Linked DNA regions of Mus musculus: region 1 is linked to region 2. A link is a contact called in public promoter capture Hi-C data. All regions are on one chromosome and are shown on one strand. Each heading gives the region's core, a stretch centred on a gene start, on an enhancer-like site or on the middle of the called end of the contact. The rest is flanking DNA. Distances are from core to core; before and after follow the strand shown. Region 1 holds the start of Kif5c (kinesin family member 5C). Region 2 has its middle 27 kb from the start of Gm25215.

Region 1 (4,084 bases), core at 1,106-3,605, 250 kb before region 2:
AAGGTGGGAGAGGAGAAGGCAGAAAAAGGAGAGGGAAGCAGAGCTAGCTTTGAGAAACACTTCAGGCCCTTTAAAGCATGGAGAGAGAAAACAAAACACAAAACACAAGGTCACCCGAACATTTTCAGGCACTGAGCAATCAGTACTGTAAAAATTGTTACAAGCCAAGAGGGAGGGACTAGAAGTCCCTAGCAACTGCCACTCCTAATTGAACCACACCTCACTGAGGAAACAGCAGATCAGACAATGATGGGATCTCAGTCTACTTGTAACCCTAGCTCCAGGCTGCCATGGCTATCTCACTAACCCATATATGCCATTAAGTATAGAATTCCCTCATCAATAATTGTAGTGTACAGCTTTTCTGCAGGTTAACCCTAAGCACAGAGGAGGAAATCCCTGCCCTTCCCCATAGGTCAGATATCAGAATAAGTGGTTGCTCATCCAGAGTATTCAGAGGTCTGCGTTTTCCTATAACTGAAAACGGGAAGGAAAAAGATCATAGTCTGCAGGGAGTGGGAGGAGCCTTCTTAAACATAATACAAGACGAAGCCCCCAGGCCAGGGCTTGGCCTCTAATCCAGGATGGTGGAAAATATGACTAGCATCTGCTGGTCCAAGACCTTTGCAGCGACTGCAGCAGACAACCTTGCCAAAGATGTTGGGGACAGACTAAGTGAAGAACCGCAGGGTTCGCTCTTGAAAAAGGCTAGGTGTCCTCTAGCTATACACCCAGAAAGCTGTCACCTGTCAATCACTTGACCTAAATACAACAGTCACTGGGGGAATGGGGGGGAGGGGGTAGTCCGAGCATGCTCAGTGATGGAGATGACATCACTTAATCAATGCTGGAGACGGGAAGGCTGCATCAGCAGCCTGGAGCGGGATGCCAGGAACGTATCAGTGGGGACCTAGAGGCTCGCATTAACTCAGTCCCTCTCCACGCGGCTCGAATACAAAGAGGGCACCATGAGACACACACTCTAGGGAGAGCAGGTTAAGAAAGGGGGCGCGGACAAAACTAGTTTATTTCCTTTGGTGTACTCCCTTAAGAACTGTAAGGGAGTATTCCCTCCCTTTCCCCGTAGCCAGGCTGCAGAGAAGGAGCTAAGTTGGGGAAAACACTGTGGGAGGAAAGGTGGGGAAAGGTGATCAAAAGGGAGACTCTGGATTTGCTTAAGTAACTTCTGCTCTTGATACAGAGGGTTATTTGGGAACTCCCTCTCTTAGCAGATTCGAGAATCTGCTCTCCATCTAGAACGAAGCATATGAGTCTATCTGCAGACACTAGGGAGAAAGGACCTGGTGGGGGTGGGGGTAGTCCACAGAAAGCACAAATCCAGGACAATTGGGATGATAGGAAGCAGGAAACATAAGAGACCTCCCAGAGACACCAAGAGCACTCCTCACCTTCCACAAGAGAGCAAGGTGAAACCGCCTATGGAGGGCCCAGGAGATTTTGTTTTTCTTGCACCTTTCCTCCATACCTTTTTGACTAAGGTCTTGAGACAAATCGAACCCTGGAATGCCTGGATGCATCTGTGGGTTGTGGAGCTGACACTTTTGACCAAGACCTGGGCATCCCTACTTGCTGGCAAGCCTAAACACTGCCCACGCGGCGGCTAGAGTGGGAACAATAGGCCCACCCGAGCCCCCACCCGCGAACAATGGCGGACCTCGCACTCCCCCGCCGCCCCGCGCCACCACCGCCGCGGGGGAGTCACCAGGCAAGGGCTCTTTTACGATCCACCCGCGAACCCAGCCCCGCTGGGATGTCGGAGGTAGCGTCCGGAAGATCCCCACTCAGGCTATGGTGCAAAGCCGGAGGAGGGGCAAGACACCAAGGCCACTTACCCCGATCACCACCGTCTCCTCGCCTTTGAATTTGGGGATGAATTTGTCCCCGCGGAGGATCTCCGCTTCGTTGAGGGGCCGGAACCGGCACATCACTTTGATGCTGCATTCGGCTGGATCCGCCATCTCGGGCCGCAGCAGGAGGGGGCACAGGGATGGGGTGGGGGGCCCGGCTGGGCAGCGCCACCGAGGAGGCCGCGAACCAACCGCTGCCCGCTGCTAGGCCGCCTCCCGCAGCTTCTCAGCAGGTCATCTCAAGCCTGCGCTGGACGCCCCGCAGCTCCGCCGCCGGGAAGGAGAGCAGCGTATCAGGTGGGCCGCCCTGCTGCTGACCTCCAGCCCGGTCCTGCGCCCCCGGCCCACCTGCCCGCAACCACGAGGCGGGCGGACTAGGCGATGCTCAGGGAGCAATCCCCGCCCGGCTCAGACCTCCCGGGCTCGGTCGCGCTCAGCCATCCTGCATCAGCACCACCGTGCTCCGGCACCTCCAGGCCCGCCCCTCTGCCCCGCCTCGGCACGGTGACGTCACTGCAGAGATCCGCCTCACCCTGGGTGTAAGCGCGGCGCATCCCGGGACTTGTAGTCGCCACTCTACCTGCAGGTGGGAGGGCAAGGCTTGGATTAGCTTGAGAGGACCCCCGGGAACTGCAGGACTGATGGGGCTCCACAAGCCAAGAACAGAATGGAAGTCATAGTTAATATTCCCAGCTAAACTCTATAAAAAACCAGGTCACATCTTTTCCTGAAAGGAAAAATACTTATCAGCACAGTGTACAACTGAACAGCCACAGAGCGTTTCCCTGTGTTGTAGAGTTTTTGCAAGAGTCCTAGGGAAAGCAGGAAGGAAATGAGATTTGCATGGAAGCCAGTTATAAAGGAAATGCTTGAACATAGGTAATTCAAAATTGTTCACATCCGATCAAAATCAAGGATTTTATCACTGCAACGCTAAGTCAGAAAACAAATTCACACACCCACGTATTTAGCATGCTACTTTAGAGCTTGAGGGTTGAAGTCGGTTTTTTGAGTCCTAAGTCAGGAACATTTCAGTGTCGCGTGGCGGTGCATGCTTGGAATCCCAGCGTTCAGAAGGCAACTTGGGACAAAAAAATCCCAAAATCAAAAACAAGAAAAAAGGAAAAAGAAAACAAAAACAAGAAAAAGGGGGAAAGAAAACAGGAGCTCTGTTATAAGCAATCATAGATCAATTTCTAATGATGTTTAGAATCCTGCAGAAATGAACAGATTGTATAGAAGATCAAATCTAAGACAAGCCTAGGTTCTCATACAGGTCTCTCTTCTTACTGTAGGCTCCCTCCTCTCCTATAACATCCATGCTTACAATCTAACAGATTCTAACTGCTTGTGACTTCTTCTATTCCACTTGTCCTGCTTTGTTTCTGATATTGGCTCAGGGCCATTTGCCCTGCCGAACTGGTTCATTCCCATCCATCAATCAGTAAGTATCTCGGGGGCCCTATGGAAGATAATAGGAACATGGCCAAAGCCACTGAAACAAATGAAGAGCTTAGAAGAGCACAACTTGCTTTGCTATATTCAAGAAGCTACTAAACTGCCAAGCCAGAGAACAGGTAGATGCTAGGACTGCCTTAGGAACAATGGTCTTTGTACTGACTCTGTTCTTACTCAAGATCCATTCCCACCTATCAGCAAACTAAGTGCCAACAGTCTGTGGATGACATTCTCCAATTTAGATAAGGGTGTATGGGTTTTCAAAGAGTTTGAAACCTATTAGGGTAGGTCTATGCCATGAACTGGGGTTAGCCTAGCATCTACCTCTGGCACAATAACCTAGAGTCTAAAGCTTTGTAACTCTATGAAGGAACCTCGTGGTACGAAGTTTCCTGAAAGAAACCTGATGTATTCCCACCTCCCGGGAGAATGCATTGGTCCATAGCTGTGTCCATTTGGACTTTGTCAACACTAACTTTCAATCCTAAGACTTTCTAGAGAAGGATTTCCCAGATGGCCTGCAGCTGGTTGTCCTTACTTATTGTTCCAGGGTCCTTTCTGTATCACTACATCTAGACAGTGAATTCCTCCTTGCCTTTGCTCCATCTGAAGACAGAGTGCAGAGTAGGAAGCACACTGAGTGGGGAACTCCGCTGAGCATGGGTCCTTCCTCTGCCACTGTGGCCAGATATTTGCTTTCCTTCAGACCCTGTTTCCTATTCTCTGGCATTAGAATAGCAATATTGCCTTGCAGATTA
Region 2 (3,770 bases), core at 367-2,866:
CTCCTGGTGATTTCATACCCCAAGATCCAGAAAGTAGGCAGTAGGATACGATATAGCTTTTAAAAAAATTAGTAGCTAGTGAGATGGTTCGGCAGGTGAAGTCTCCCGTTGCCAATCCTGATGACCACAGTTTGATTTCTGGAACCTCCATGGTGAAGAGAATCTCTGACTTCCACATCTGCACCACAGCATATGAACACCCACTTTTCAAAGAAATGCATGGAGTGGAGAAATGGCTCAGAGTTGAAGAGTACAAGCAGCTTCGCATGGGTCCCAGGGCTAGAGCTCAGCGCCAGGCGCTCACATGATGCCCAGACATAGATGCAGGCAAAACATCCATGCACATAAAATAAAATAAATAGATCTTTAAAAATCATTTTTAAGAAGAATTATACTAGCCTTCAATAATGTAATTATGGAGAATAATCCCATAATATCTTAGTTGGAAAAAGGGAGCATTGTGTAGCTATGGAGTCTGGCTATCTCCTGAAATGCACGTGCATCCATGCTGACAGGATATCATCTGGATAAATCTTTGCAGGCGACAGTATTTTCTTCAGGGTCCTGGTTCTCTTTAACCAGCACAGCCTGCTTCTGTCAACAACAGCTGCTTATCTAATGGCAGCTTTACTTTAAATGGTTGAAGTTGGCAGCATGAGGAGCAGTGCCAAAGGGCCTTGTGGCCCTAGAACTTGCCTCTTAGCCTCCCTGCCCCCCTTCTTCCCTCCTGCAGCTGCCTTAGGTCATTCTAGTGTTGAGTCTCTCAATGCCCTTGTAGGTCCTCCATTTAGAGCTCGTTTTGTGTGCTGGAGGGAGGCTGACTTTGGGAACCACAGCTAAAACCCTGGCTGGACTTGGCTAAAAGGAGAGGGAAGCAGGGACTGGGTGGGGGTGGGGGGGCATAATGCCAGAACACTGGTCCCTTATCTTCTTCACCGAAGGCTACTAGCAGCATGCCTTCCTCCCATGGTTCTTCCTACAAACCTCTGTGCATCTCTTCCCTTCACTCTATTTTTGCTGGGTAGGGTGACCAATACCTGTAATCTCAGAGCTTGGGAGAGCGAGGCAGTACCTGGAGTTCAGGGCCTTCCTCTGTGACATAGTGAATGAGATCAACCTGAGCTATTTGAGGGCCTGCCTCAAAAACAAAACCAAGGGGTGGATGAGACTCTTCATGCTTTGGTTGTCACTAAAATGAGGAAATTATGTGGGATTATCTTAGTCTTGGAGTCATCATCAGGGAAAAGGACACAAGGAGAACTGAAATACAGAAGAGGAGATGATGTAATAATTGGAGTAGAGATAGGAAGGATGTGGCCACAAGTCAAAAACAAAAACAAAAACAAAAACAAAAAGCCAACAACCATCAAAAACTGGATGAGATGAGAACAGATGCTCTCCTGGGACTCTAGAAGGACTTCCGGGATCTGGGGATTAGATACCCAATAAATAAGCTTTGGGGAGCACATCAAAAATGAGCTGGGGGGGAACATCCAAATGTAAGCAGAGAAGGGGCAGTGGACACGCCTCTCAGGACTTCTTCTCAAGGACCCCACTGTTCCTCGCCCTATAGTTAGAAGATTTCCTACAGAATGCAATGATCTGTGCTTGCTTTTGTTAGTCTAATTCGGAGACTGGCTCCCGCTGAGTTGTATCCAGCAGAATTTGGCTCTCTTTAAACAGTAGCTTCCTTTTGTATGCTCTTTTCTTTACTCTGTAATCTTTGGAGAAGGCTCAAACATCTCTCTTCTCTAGGAGAACTGGTTTTGAAAAAGTGTTATTCCTGGCCAGAAAATATTTCAAATACAGTCATCATAGATATAACTGGATACTTGGGATGCTGTCTGGATACCACCCAAACATCAAGTCTTTGAGATCAGAAGAGAAAGATTCAAGAGTTTATTGCAAAACTTTTCTATTTAGAGTGAGTTTTGTGGGCCAGAAGCATCAAACCACAGAGGACTCATAAGAAATGCATATCTAAGGCCACATCCCAGACCCAGTATCTATCACTGAGGAGATCTGCTAAGCGATCTTCATGCACACAAAGCCTATAAATATCAAAGTTTATCTTATTGTGTTTCATTAATTAAATCTTCTATTAGAAAGCAAGCATTAACTATTCATTATATGCCAGCATCTCTTCTAGGGGACTATGGCGGTAGGGAGTAGCATTGTGGGAGGTGCCGCCTTGTTGGAGGAAGTATGTTATTGTGGGTGGGATTTGAGATTTCAGATACTAAAGCCATCCATGCCCAATGGCTCACTTTCTTCATGCTACCTATGGATTCAGATGTAGAGCTCTCAGTTACTTGTCTAGCACCATGTCTGTCTACATGTCACCATGCTTACAGCCATGATGACAATGGACCAAACTTCTGAACTCTAGACCATCCTCAATCAAGTGTTTTCATTTATAAGAGTTGCCATTGGCATGGTGTCTCTTCACAGCAATAAAACCCCAAGACAGAAACACAGTAGCAAAGTAATACCTACATCCCTTCCTCCCATTCTGGTAGGGCAGATGAACAAACACTTTTAAGAAATAGATGTTGGTGGGTAGGGGAGCAGGGTGGGAGGAAGGTATAGGGGACTTTTGGGGATAGCATTTGAAATGTAAATGAAGAAAATACCTAATAAAAAATTGGAAAAAGTTGAAAAAAAAGAATCTATAGCTCACAGGAAATGTGCATAAATAAAATGTATGCATTATTTTCAAAAAAAAAAAAAAAGAGAGAAAAGAAATAGATGTTGGGCTGGAGAAATGGCTCAGTAATAAAGAGCACTGGTTGTTCTTCCAGGGGTCCTGAGTTCAATTCCCAGCAACCACAGGGTGGCTCACATCTGTAACCCTGATACCGTCTTCTGTCATGCAGGCATACATGCAGGCAGATACTGTATAGTTAATAAATAAATAAATAAATAAATAAATAAATCTTTAAAACATTTTTTTTTAAAAAAGGAAAGAAAATTGATGTTGAGAGATCCACTCACTGCTGCCATTCTTCACCGGGAAGAGGTGGAAGGCACCCAGAAGCCCAACCACCTCAGGAGAAAGCAGAGAGGAATGCTTTGAGCATTATGAAGAGATGTGCAACTGGAGGGTGTGAGGGTAGAGAGAAACTGCCCGCTGTGAGTAGGCTGCCCTGCCACCCACAGCTATGGTGAAATCTATCCTGTTCTGTCACTGAGCACCACATCTGGGCTCCAGCCCATGCAGCAGCAGGGGTCTGTGTTGATGTTACCACCAAAGACCGTGTAAGATGTGCCTGGTCTGGGCTGCCACCAGGGACCATGTTAATTGATTTTTAAGAAGTGTGAGAGCTAGCCCCATCCCTTGCCAGCTGCAGCACTTGGTAGAGCTGATCCTGCACCTCACCTGGGCAGCCCAGTAGAGCTGGCCATGGTGGCGAAGGCACAGGAGAGACTTGGCCCAGGATGGGATGAGGATAGAAGAGCCGGAGAGCTGGCCCCACTACGTGCAGCCTGCAGCACTTGGGAGAGTTAGCCAGGGGAGTGCTTTTACAATTCTTCAGCTACCTCCTATGTTCACCCATCTTGTCTTTCTGAGGGTTTGTAGCTTACCACTATGACCAATTTCTTTAAAATCTCCCATCCTTAGCACCTCTTATCTCCCAAGTGTAGTCTCTTACAAAACACTGAAAGATCTGACCTTTGATTCCCCTCTGAGTGCCAAAGTACCTCCATGTTCCTCAGGAAGCAGGACTGCATCTACTTTCAGTTCCAAGCCCTGTGAGATATTCTCAGCC

What was found. Promoter capture Hi-C pulls out the DNA fragments that hold promoters and counts their contacts.
Region 1: a contact with region 2 is called in a promoter capture Hi-C map of embryonic stem cells, with 3 times the contacts expected there. The contact joins the promoter of Kif5c here to the enhancer-like site in region 2. A contact is called at or near these places in 5 of 39 promoter capture datasets (embryonic stem cells, hematopoietic stem and progenitor cells, liver and 2 more), 2 of 484 Hi-C or Micro-C datasets (both in embryonic stem cells), 5 of 115 datasets of contacts at active chromatin or transcription factors (bone marrow-derived macrophages, embryonic hindbrain and embryonic stem cells) and 2 of 9 other capture datasets (adipose tissue and liver).

The regions. Positions count from the first base shown.
Region 1 is chr2:49,617,557-49,621,640 of GRCm38.p6, reverse strand. It overlaps Kif5c (kinesin family member 5C), which reads right to left and starts at 2,355. Exons shown (of 26, transcript NM_008449.3): 1 at 1,854-2,355. The coding sequence starts at 1,979.
Region 2 is chr2:49,369,682-49,373,451 of GRCm38.p6, reverse strand. No RefSeq gene overlaps it. Among named protein-coding and RNA genes, the nearest start is that of Gm25215, 27 kb to the left of the region's middle. Within about 2 kb of position 1,616, at least 2 of the 459 cell types and tissues checked have an H3K27ac peak or open chromatin away from gene starts, as enhancers often do. A contact at or near this core is called in embryonic stem cells, where this site is marked.